Linked DNA regions of Mus musculus: region 2 is linked to region 1. Evidence: chromatin contacts called from public Hi-C data. All regions are on one chromosome and are shown on one strand. The core of a region is the stretch at or near the end of the contact, and the rest is flanking DNA. Distances in the headings are between cores, read along the strand shown.

Evidence for each region. Hi-C and Micro-C count contacts between places; a contact is called where the count stands out from the background.
Region 2: a contact with region 1 is called in a Hi-C map of cerebral cortex, with 4 times the contacts expected there. The contact joins two enhancer-like sites. A contact is called at or near these places in 1 of 15 datasets of contacts at CTCF or cohesin (embryonic stem cells), 2 of 484 Hi-C or Micro-C datasets (cerebral cortex and female germline stem cell-derived STRA8 germ cells), 1 of 115 datasets of contacts at active chromatin or transcription factors (embryonic stem cells) and 1 of 9 other capture datasets (embryonic stem cells).

What each region holds. Positions count from the first base shown.
Region 1 is chr4:125,158,538-125,164,713 of GRCm38.p6, reverse strand. All of the region lies in intron 2 of Gm32611 (a long non-coding RNA gene), which reads right to left. The region is part of intron 2 of Gm40245 (a long non-coding RNA gene); the gene reads right to left. Among named protein-coding and RNA genes, the nearest start is that of Gm40245, 12 kb to the right of the region's middle. Within about 2 kb of position 4,198, at least 20 of the 459 cell types and tissues checked have an H3K27ac peak or open chromatin away from gene starts, as enhancers often do. A contact at or near this core is called in cerebral cortex, where this site is marked.
Region 2 is chr4:125,353,530-125,359,312 of GRCm38.p6, reverse strand. No RefSeq gene overlaps it. Among named protein-coding and RNA genes, the nearest start is that of Gm40247, 25 kb to the left of the region's middle. Within about 2 kb of position 2,667, at least 11 of the 459 cell types and tissues checked have an H3K27ac peak or open chromatin away from gene starts, as enhancers often do. A contact at or near this core is called in cerebral cortex, where this site is marked.

The DNA.
Region 1 (6,176 bases), core at 2,949-5,448:
ATAACTCAGGGTTGTCTATAGAAACGTAGATTCTAAGAGCATAGAGGGTAGATACCTGCCCAGCTCTTGTACTGTTTAAGGCTTATTGTAAGTAATAAAAGTTGTGTGTCTTTTATCTGGGAACTGAATGATCAAAGGCGGGGTAGAAACCCTAGTGTGGCATTCTGTTCGGACGCCTCCTAGAAAAATGCTGCTGCTGCTGCTGCAGCTCCCTTGTGTGATGCTAACACTTACTATGCTCTTACTGTCTTCCAAGAACTCAGGGGCCCCCAGCCTCTCACTGTCCCCAAGGACTCTGTCTCCCCGAGCCAGCACCCAGTGCCTGAGCTAAAGCTCAAGTGTCAGGCTTTCTGCCTCCAGTCACCCTAAGACAATGAGCAAGTCCCTGTCTTGCTCACGCCTGGGTCTCTTCTCCCTAAGACAGATGCCAAGGGACGCCTGCTCCCAGGATGTATGGGGACCACAGTTCCACAATGGAACAGGTGGAACCTGTAGAGCCTGGCCGCTAGGATCCAGAGGCATCAAGAGGGTGATGGTCAGATTCCGACCTCAACTATGGCTTTACTGACTGACTTCTTCCCACTACACACACACCCACTGTGCCGGGGTTCAGAGAGCTGACAAAGCAACCTGTGTGTGAGGCCCTGCAGTCCATCCCAGTATCACACATGGGCACATGTGCGTGTGTGTGCACACACATACCACACACACACACACCAAACATGTAAGAAGCTGTGCTCATATGCCCACAGTTCAACATGCACACTACAGGACACCTGCATTCTAAGTCCCAAAGATCCCTTATCAGCATACTAAGCAAGGTTGGGAACCACACAGGCCCTGTCAGAGGGCAAAGTAGCAGTGCCCTCTGCATGGGGTTTCCATCTCTCCTAGGACCTGGAGACCATAAAGATCCTCCTTAAACTGGACATATGGGTACATGCCTGTTACCCCTAAGTAAAGACAACCCCAAGGCCAGCCTGAGTGACAGAGTGAAACCCTGGGGACAGGAAAGCTTTTTTTAAAAAGAGAACTCATCTCTTTTCTTGCAATGTTATTCCTCCTGCCATGACACCCAACCTAATGTCAAGGGTGAACCTCAAAGCTGCGTCGCTTGCAGGCACCCTTTCCTGTCTGTCAAGAGAGACTCCGGCCAGCAGCCTCAGCATCACACAGAGAACATGTTCCCCTCCCCCACTGTTGACCTTCATCAGTGTGAGTGAGCCCTGAGAATCTACCCAGGTAGGTCATAAAGCAGTTGAGTCAAGCGCTCCCGGGAGCTCCCCTGTGACACCTGAAGGAACTACAGTGTGGTGGGTACACATGCACTAGCTAGTCATTGCCTCAGAGGAGGCTGGAAGTAAGTAGAAGGCTGGCCCGGCTAGATGACAAGGGCCAACAGCCAGAGGCACAGGAAAGAGGCAGCCTAGCCTTGGGGTCAAAAGAAGCGATGTCCCTTGACATGGAAGGCAGTTGGCCTCAAGTGCTGAGCTGATCTTCGCAGTACACCTGGACAGAGATCACAAGACAGGCCTGTCACAGGCCAGGAGACTCCCGATGAAGCTCTCTTAGGAGCCACCAACCAACCTTCCTTCTTACTTCCAGGACAAGCTCACAGGCAGAGCCCTGCTAGCCTCTCCTCTCATCCCCCGGGGACAGTATAGTTAAAACAGCATCAGGACCGAGCCCAGCTCACCCCATCCACGCAGCCTGAGACTGGCTGGAGCCTTGGAGAGGGCTACCCTTGAATGCAAAAACTTGATTGTAATGCTGAAGCCTTGAGCCAGCCTTAGGAGTGCCCTACCCAGCAGGCTGCCCGCATGCGCACAGTGGGATGTACCTGATTCACCACGTGACAGAAAACAATGGAGCACCTGACTCACCTACACTGACATTCCCATTAGCCCAGCACACACATGAATGCACCTCCCCCCCTCCAAAAGAAGCGTTTCTCACCCAAATTCATCTAAAACCACCCAACACCCAGGTGCCACATGTTCAGTCCAGCACATGCCCCCACGCCAAGCCACATTTCCTGCACCACCATACAACACAACAAACATCAGATAATGCGTTACACAGACTCAGTGCACCCTCACCCTCACCCCTATAAAGCGGCCTGCCTCAAAGCTTATGGACAGGTGAGCTCAGACCCTCCCCCATGTGGCCTGGTGCTGAGGTCCCATCCCAAGCCACATGTCCAGGGTGTGGGGTCTGCACGTGCCTCACAGAAAGGCACATTGGCTTCTCTCACAGAAAGAACCAACATCCTCAACCCAGACCATGCCCAACAGGGTCCTGTCTGTGGACATGCTGTCTGTGGACATGCTGTCTGTGGACATGGCTGTGTAAGCTACCTCCATTCTAAATGAAGGTCAAAGCTGTGTTAGTTATGTTTCTCCTTGCTAGACTAACACACCTCACCAGCAGCAACTTACAGGACGCAGGGGTTATCCTTGCATACTGTAAGGGGTCATGTCCCATTATGGTGGCTAGGCCATGAAGTGGCTGGTCACATGATATTCAAAATCATGATGCAAAGAGATTTGTGCGGCCCAGATTGCCTTCTCTGTAACTATGTGACCGTGTGATGGCTGGACCATGTGCATATGGTCTCATGGGCCAGAAAAAAAAAAAAATGGTAGTGGGCTCCCCGAAGCTAGGAGTACAGGCTGTTATGGGCTGTTCCGTGTGGGTGCTAGAAAAGAAACCCAGGTTGTCTACAAGAACAGTGTGCTTTCTTAACCAATGGGCCATGTCTCCAGCCCAACTACACACACACACACACACATTCAGGGAGGACCTTCCCTGCTCAGTGAACACCCTTCCAGACACACCCAAAAGTGTGTCTCCTATGTGATTCCACTTCCCACCACGGTGACAATAAAGATGGCTCACTCTTCATCGGGTCTGAACTCTCGTCTCAAAGAGAATCAAATAAAACAACCAACCAGTAAGCACACACACCATTTTCACCAACAGAACTGGTCTGTCCAGGAGTTCTCTGTCCCCATCCAGCGTTAGGACCTCCCATATCCTTTTCAACATGGTGGGCCTGACCTGCTGGGTGGGTATCCAGTGCCCAGTGCCAGCTGCATCCGCTATGAGGAGGTTGCTACTAGCAAGGCCAGCTGCCAACCTGGAGCCTGGCTGAAAGAATCCGGCCCCAAGGGTTGTGGGTTTTTCTAAGCCCACACTTGACTCTGTCCGCACAGATCCAGTCTGTGTGTGTGGTCTGTGGGGAGGCTGCACCAGGGAGGCGTATCGATCAGGCTGGTCGGGAGAAGAAAGGAAAAAGACCTTCAAACAGCAAAGCTTCACGCCTGCAGAGGCTTGAAAAGACCCATGGAAACGGGGCATGCAGGTTTCCACCCCTGAGGTAGCCACACACTGTGGGTCGTGTGAGCCAGGGAAAAAGCACAGCTCTCTCTCTCTCTCTCTCTCTCTCTCTGTGTGTGTGTGTGTGTGTGTGTGTGTGTGTGCACGCGCGCACGTGCGCACACACCCGTATTTGTACAGGAGTTGTTTAGCAGCTCTTGAGTATGAATAACTCTCCTATACCAGCATGCATATGTAGCACCTGTACTGGCCAGAGAAATGTGTGTGCAGGCACGTAGTCACCCTGAACTCTCAAAGCATGCCTGTGCACACATGCTCAAGAACGCATGTATTCTACCTACCTGCCCTCTGAGAACTTCCCCCTCCGAGGGTGGGAGCAAGCACCTTTGTCCACTGTCAATTTTGTCACCTCTCACCCTTGAAACCAACCCTAACCAAAGGAACTCCCAGGACTGTCCCCCCCATCCGGGACTTCCCTCTCAGGAAGAAAAAGGTAGCCAGGACTGTGTTTATTCAATCTCAGATCCTGGCGACCAGATCTGCTAAGTATGTCAGAGGAGATTTTTTTGTAATTGCGGTTCCTGGGCCCCGCCCCCAGAGACTAATTGACAGCAATCTGAGGAAGGCACAGGCTCTGGAGATTTTTAGCACTGCGGGAGTGATTTTAACATGGTCCCAGGACTGAGAATGACTAAAGGCCCCTGCTCTTGTGGGCGTCCTTGCGCTCTAGCGGGACTGTTCCTGAGATGTGACGGTGGCGCTCCAGTCTGAAAACCTGAACACCGGCGTCTGAGCTCTCCTGCCTAGACTCTTCCCTAGGTAGGAGCTCAGCAAAGCTGACACACATCCACGCGCCGCGGCTGCCCCCTTCTGGACGGAGCCTGCAGCGCTCAGCTGCTGCGTGACCTGCAAGCTGGGTGCTACAGTCCCTTAGGGAAGGCCTTAGTAGGGCTTTGGTGGCATGCCCAGCTACTCAGGAGCTGAGACAGGAGGATTACTTGAGCCCAGGAATTGTGAGGCCAACTTGGGTAACATAGGGAGATGTTTTTTGTTTTTTGGTTTTTTTTTTTTTTGAAGAGACCAGCTGGGCACTAGAGCTCCTGCCTGTAACCCCAGCACTTAGGAGAGGAACAGAGAATCCAGGAGTTAAGGGGCCAACAAGGACTTCATAGTGAGTTCCAAGTCACCTAAAAAAAAAAAAACTGTCTTCAAAACAAAGGTCTAGGCCCAGCCTAGTGGCCTACTCAGGAGCAGGGGCAGGCAGACCTCTGTGAATTTGAGGCCAGCCTGTTCTACATAATGAGTTCCAAGACAGCCAAGGCTATAGAGTGAGATCCTGCCTTGCAAAACAAAACTTAAGCTGGGCAGTGGTGGTGCATGCCTTTAATCCCAGCACTTGGGAAGCAGAGGCAGGTGGATCTCGGTGTTCAAGGCCAGCCTGGTCTATAGAGTGAGTTCTAGCCAGGCTATACAGAGAAAGCCTGTCAAAAAAACAAAACAAAACAAAATAACAAAAACAAACAAACAAACACACCCTTTTTAAACAAAGGTAGGGGGGACTTCACACCTCTGCACCCTTCAGCCAATTGTGGTCTCCCCAGCCTTCCAGAAAGTCCTCTCCACCAGCCACCATCCTCCTCATGCCTTCCCTTCCTGATGTACCCAGTCCCTATACTAAGTCTCCCCTGTCACACTGGAAGTCCCCAGGGCAAAGGGAACAGGCCTGGGGTCCGCAGGGGCCTGTAGAATACAGGAAGCCTTCTCCAGTGGCTCCCTACCACTCTGGCTCTGTGTGAGCCAAGGCAGAGCTTCTCGCTCATACTCAAGCCCTGGGGCAAGGGGATCCTCCGTAAACTGCCAGGGGCACTCATCACGCTAGATGCCAGGTACACATTTTGTTCCGAGCATTTCACTAGTAATAAATCCCTTCATTTGTACCTAATTATCCTTATTTTGTTTTAGAATCTAGAAAACCAAGGCCCAGAGAGGTTCAGTGAGACCCAAAGAAACACACAGCGGGGTCAACTCAGAGCTGAGACTCAACCCGAGGGTTGGCTCAGGAAACCATACTTTTAACCACCCTTCCTTCTTAGGGGAGGAGAACCATTGGAGATCTATGTCCCCACTGGCCCAGGCTGGCTCCCCAATCCCTTCCCAGCAGAAATCGGCCTGGAGTCTCTGCCCGGCTGGCAGCTCAGGGGCTGTGTCGTCTCTTGCTTCCTTCTTAATTTTTCTGACAAGAGCAGCTGCCACGGCAGCTGACAGCCAGCCTGTCGGATGGAATGGGAAGGCGGGCCCAGACCTCGTTTGTCTGGTGGAAAAATGGATTTGGACAAGGGGACGGCTGAGCTTCAGGAGACAGGGGAGCACCCATGGGTGACCGGTACAGATGGGATCCCAGAAGGCTGGGGTGGGTACAGGCACGGGGCAGGAAGCCCTGGATGCTGGTGGAGGTCTGCGTAAGCCCCGCCCCCTGGATGCCGGAGAAAGCCTCGCTCCATCAGCTTCCCTTCCCCTCTCCCCATCTCCCTTCCCTCCAGTCTCTAATCAACTTCCTGGCACTGGGCCTGCATCAGTTTCTGGGGACAGAAGGCCGAGACAGGTCCATCACTGTCCTCAAGGACATCCAGGCTAGGGAAACTGCCAGGGAGACTCAACGATCCTGCAATGGTGCAGACACTCAAGGCCATCTGTTGGGGAGTAGCCTTTACCACGGACGATCCATGCCAACCACTCGGGCACCTATATCCTTCCTTCCCCCTTATGGTGTGGTGCTAACGTTCTTGCTTCCACAGTGTTTGAGCGCTTAAATGAATTAACCCGTGTGGTACACTGTA
Region 2 (5,783 bases), core at 1,418-3,917, 200 kb before region 1:
GCTGAGCACTCCAGGACATAACAGAGGCCGAGAGGGTGGCCACAGGAGTCCTTAGGGAACAAAATCCCCCGCCATAGCTGCACTGTACATATAGTTGGGCAGTGCAGACATAGATACTTGCCACCACCCCAAGGGAATAAACCACTGAGTGAGGAGCTGAAGGATAGATACACGGAAGAACTGCCAGGAAGAGGGAGCAACCTGAGTGGAGGCCTAGTGAGAGAGAAGGCTGGCTGTTACAGGGACCAGAAGGTCCCTGCCGCCCTCAGGTGCCAAGCTCAAGGGTAACCGATCCCAGGAATGGACAGCAACCACAGGTACGGCCCGCACTGAACATCACAAACACGAGAATGTGATCATTAGGTGATTATGTTTTTAAGGCCCAAATTGTTTCACTTGTTTCCCTGCCAGCTTTCATTGGGCCATCAGTCATTCCGCACACAGATAACATTTCTTATGTACATTGACAGAATAAATTACATGGTCCTCATCCAGCAAATCAACGTTACAGGGGAACATTATCTTCTGCACGGCGGTGCCTGGGCACACCATAAATCCTAACCAGGTTTATTACATCTGTCTTGTCATACACTCATTTTATTGAGAAGTAAGGTTTTTTTTCCAGATTAATAATCACATTAATAGATGAGATTCTTTTTGGAGAATTGTTTTCTTGGGGGGAGCCTAAGGAAGAGCGGTCTGGCTTCTGAGCAGTTGTCCCACGGAAGGCTGACCTTGTCATCCTGACAGTGTCCTTCAGAACTGGGAACCAGGAATTCCTCCTGACTCACTGGGAGGACTCTAGGTCAGCCATTGATTCCCCCCCCCCCCAACCCCATGCCATTTCCCAGATCTTTCTAAATGTCAAATTCTAAAGCTTTCAATGTGGTGTCAAAGATGTATCATTACACTGAACCAATCCAATGAATGTTTGATAGGCAACTATCATGCAAACCAGTGAGAGAACTGACTCACAGAAGACTGAGAGCAAGTTTTCCTGAGTCAGGCTTTCTGCCTCCCTGCCTGCCTGCCTGCCTGCCTGCCTGCCTGCCTGCCTGCCTGCCCTATAGATGGCTTGCTAGCTCTGCACTTCTTTTTCATTTTTGTGTTAAATGATCTGATTGGACCAGACCGAGGTTGGAAAACTACAGCTGGCTTGCAAGGTAAATCCAGCTATGGCATGATTTAGGAAGTGAGACTGTAGCACAGCCCAGCCCATTTGTGAAGCCGAGATGTGTGGCTGTGAAGAAGACTCTACCCTGCAAAGCCTATCATATTTAATCCCCAGACCTCTATAGCAAATATTTGCTGGCCTCTGATCCAGATAAACTCTAGGTGAACGAGTTTTGAGCAAAGCTATAGGATGGCACTCAAGTGCACACTGTGGTATTGATTGGAGCCCACTGTGTCAAATTCATTCCTGGAAACACCTTATTTCATTCTTGCAAGGTCTCAGTGGCAAGAGTCTACCCTGGAGGTTCTAGCGCCCATCCACAGGCAAAGACAAGGTGGGAACTCTGCTCCTGTTTGGCACCAATTTATTACATCTCTGGACACTGTGCCGGATCAAGATGCTAATTGGTGAGTGCCAGGGAAACAGGGATACCTCTCAGGGGACCCATCGTTTGGCATGTAGAATGCTGAAGAGCAGAGAGAAAGAGGAAAAATGAAGACGAGAAAGGGTATGCTGTGTTTAACCTTGCTGGACCTGGTGAGAATGTGATCCCACTGTCTACTGCCCTGTCTCACAGTGGGCGTTTTCTCTCTTAAGCCTTATTTGCCAAACTCTACAGTTAGTTGGTTCTACAGTTGGTTCCGATTCAACAGATGGAGGAGCAAAGTCCAGAGTGACAGATGCCAGACCCAAGGCACACGATGGATAAGCAGTATTCCCTCTTTGTGTGTGTCTGCAGTGAATTCTTTCAGCTACAGACTGGCTGTCCTGGGCTGAGAGAGAGAGAGATGAATGGTGGGATGCTTTGGGGCTTGGTATCAGATCCACCCATGGGTACCAGAGTGTCTGAAATCCAAGAGAAGACAAACCCTGGGCAGGTAGGAGTGTCAAAGTTCCTGCCCTAAGCTGTCGGGATCATCTCTTGGCCCTTTCCTGATGCAGTCAGCCACCTGCCTGAACAAAGCAGTCCTCTCAGCCAGAGAAAGAGCTAAGGACACACACACACACACACACACACACACACGCACACGCACACGCACACACACACACACACACACACACACGCACGCACGCGCGCACACACACACATACCCCATACCTCACACCCCCATCCAGCCCTACTCTGTGGGTTCCTCCCACACAGCTCTCCTGTCCCCTCCCACAGGGTTCTCCAGATCCTTCCCACCTGACTCTTCTGGCCCTTCACAGGGCCTTCCTGATTTCTAGTCCCTCAGTGCCTGCTCTCTGTCCTCACAGAGACATCTCACAGATCACCAGACAGCCCCGCCCCAACCCCCTGCATAGCCTAACTCCTCTTTTTTTCCTGGAAGCCTGTTCCTCAGACCAACCAAGGCAGCCCCATCCTCACAGAAGCTTGGCAGCCAGCACCGACGTAAGCCTGGACACATTTCTCTCTCTCCTTCAACATCTAATCTATTAGCTTTCAAACTCGTAACTGGATCCCATCGCTTCCTCTCACTTCTGCTGCTACCAACCTGGCCCTAGGCCACCGTCAGCTCTGACTCCAGCTGGTCGGCCTGCCTGTCTCACTGCTGACACCAGGCAAGAGGATCTGTGGGAAAGGCTGCTTGTTTGTTCAAAATGTGTCAACCCCTCATTTTCTACTAGGCTAGAACCAAACTGCACGATGATCAAAAATGTCCCCACGGCCCTGCTACCACAGCCCCAGCCACAGAGCTCTCCTCTCTCTCCCCCACCACCTTGCTGGGTCCCAGAGCCCGTAACCTCCCTCTCAGCCTCAGGAGAAACATGACCCCTAGCTGACATCCTGAACCACCTTGCAGCCTAGACCCTCTGGGCCTTCCCAGCCAGGCGTGCTCTTCAGTAGGATATCCAGGGACCCTGGCAGGTTTGCTGCAAAATCCACAACCTCGGTGAATCGTGCCCCAAATTCCAACTTGTATTTCACGTTCTCCGTTCCCACTTCCCTGCCTGATTTTCCTCCTTATTGGTGGCTCTCGGCTTGCTCACTGGTCCACTATCAGTTTGGCTGCTCACTAAGATGTAAGCTTTACACAGGTGGGATTTTTCATCTGTTTAACTCATGGCTTTATTTCAGGAACCAGTTCATAGCCCCCGACATGTAGTATGCACTCAGTATGAAATTGCTATGCGAAGGTTTAAGAACTTATTTATTTATGTGTGTGTGTCCATATGAGTATGAGGGTCATGGGCACAGATGTACATGTCTGAGCCTGCACACAGACACCGGTAGAGGCACCAGGTGTCCTTTCATTATTCCCCACTGGTCCAGGGTCTCTTCTTGAACCCGAAGCTTAGGTCTCAGCCAGGCTGGAGGTTGGCAAGCACCATGAGTCCTCCTGTCTCCACCCACTAGCTAGGCACTGTGGTTATAGGCATTGGTGGAGAATGTCCAGCTCAGAACCGAACTCTAGTTCTCAAGATTAACGGAGCAAGCACTCTAAACTGTTGAGCCAGCTCTCTAGCCCCTACATAAAGGTCTAACCCATTTTTATGCTGTTCCTCTACATGGAAAGAGAGGCTATTTGATCAAACTCTGCACACATCCCACCATTTCTTCCTCATATGTGAAAGGCAGGTGATGCTGGTCCCTTACTCACAGGTATTGTTAGGAATGATTGACAGCCCAGAATAAGGCCAACGAAATGGGATGTGCCTGGCTTTGTCTGCAGAGTCTGACTTACACAGCTGGACCACAAGCTAAGTTCCCTTGAGTGTGAGACTGAAAGCAAGGTGAAGGAGCTTGGCTTTATCACTCACTGACAATGACTCTTAGGAAAGATCCTATTTCTCCTGGTACCCAGGTTACCTATCTGGAAGGTGGCTACAGTTGAACTGAGTGTGGCATTGTTTTAGGACAACTGAAGGAGATAAAGGCCAAGGATGCTCGGCCTGAGACTTAGACCATTTGCATGCAGGTAATGTTGAGGCTAACGAAGAAGAAACTTACCCAAGAGTACACCTGGGAAAGAGGCCCTGGTCTGGGCTTGCCTTCTCTGCTCCCTGGCCTCCTAGTGGTTCAGAGCAGCCCAGGCCTGAGCAGGTAATATGTGTAATAGTCTGTCTGTCTCTCTCTGGTTTTTTTCATCTCTTTTTAGCATGAAAACCTGCCCTAGCGCCTCTCATTATCCACTTCATCAGTCTCAAACCGTCAGCTAATTGCACTCCCCAGTGGCCCCTCCCTCTTGCCTCTTCATAGAGCTCAACAGAGCACAGCTGCCTCCATATTTGGGGCTCCACTGGGGAATTACAAACAAAATGAAGCTGGCAGTGCCCTAGTGCCTTCCCTAGGCTCCTTTTCTCCACTGACCCTGTTTGTATCTACGTCCCCACCCCCAGGGGTGTGGATGCAGGACAGCCCAGGAAGAAGGGCTGCCTGGAGATGCAAGATTCCGTGGCTGGCTGATGGTTGCTAAGTCTGTAGCCCTTGCAAAAGTGAAACTCAGGAGGTTTGTTTGACCCTCACTCTGCCTCTCTGCAAGAGATCACTTTCCAGAGCTCAGTTCAGATTATGGCCAGGAACACAACAGAGGTCTCACCAGAGAAGAGGAGAGATTGGCTCCTGGGACAGCGGGGATTTTGGGTGTGGGCTACAGCACAGTTAGAAGACTTGGGTGGAACACTTGGGTCTGCGTATCCCGTATCCCAGCTGATGCTTAGTCATGCACGGGGCAAGGCTGGGCGGCTTCTCTAGAGTGCCTGGTGGGAGAGCCGAGCTGCAGTATTAGAAATCACACAGTTCTGAGTGATGGTGGTGCCATAGAAGAGGGGAGAGCTTACTGAACACCTGCATTCAGCAGAGACACCCGAGGGGAAACCCCTCTGCACCCACCTATAAAGCCCCAAACCAACCCATGACAGAACCAAGCTGACTCATTAATGAATTGCTGTCCAGAGAGAAAAATCCTCTTCAAAATAAGTCAACAGAACTCTAGATCCCAAGGCTGTATCTGCGCTATCCAGCATATACTTTTTGAAGTTTTTTTTTTAATACAAATCATTGTGGGGTTGTACTGATATCTAGGACCCCAGCACTCAGGAGGCTGAAACAAGAACTTGAATTTGAAGCTAGCCTGAGCTACATAGCAAGACCCTATCTCAAAAACAAAATTAAAACACAAAGCAGCACAATAGAATCCATAACCAAGAAAAAAAATCAAAAGAAAGAGACCTAGAGATGACGACAGAGGTGTAGGACACAGAAGTAAAATACTTCAAAGCATTTCCTGGAAATATGCCCAAAGATTGAAGGAAGAATATATATGCTGTGAATGAACCAATGGGAAGCCCAAAGGGGAAAATGGAATGTGTAAAAAAAAAAAAGAATCAGATAGGAATGATAAATGGAAACAGAAAAAATTAATATTAAACAGGAAGCTAAAAAAAAAAGTTTGGTGAGTTGGAAAACAGAGCCCTTGAAATCATGACAACTGAAGGTCCTAGGAGAAACTCTAATGCTTATAGTACGGATAGAATTGAAACCCACAAAAGAGAGATGGGTGCAAAAATTTTTCTTGAGGAACTATCAGAAGAATGGGCAAGCAAGTCTCAGGCCAGGACTCTGTGTTTGCAAAAGACATATCTGATAAAAGTGCATTGCTCAAAG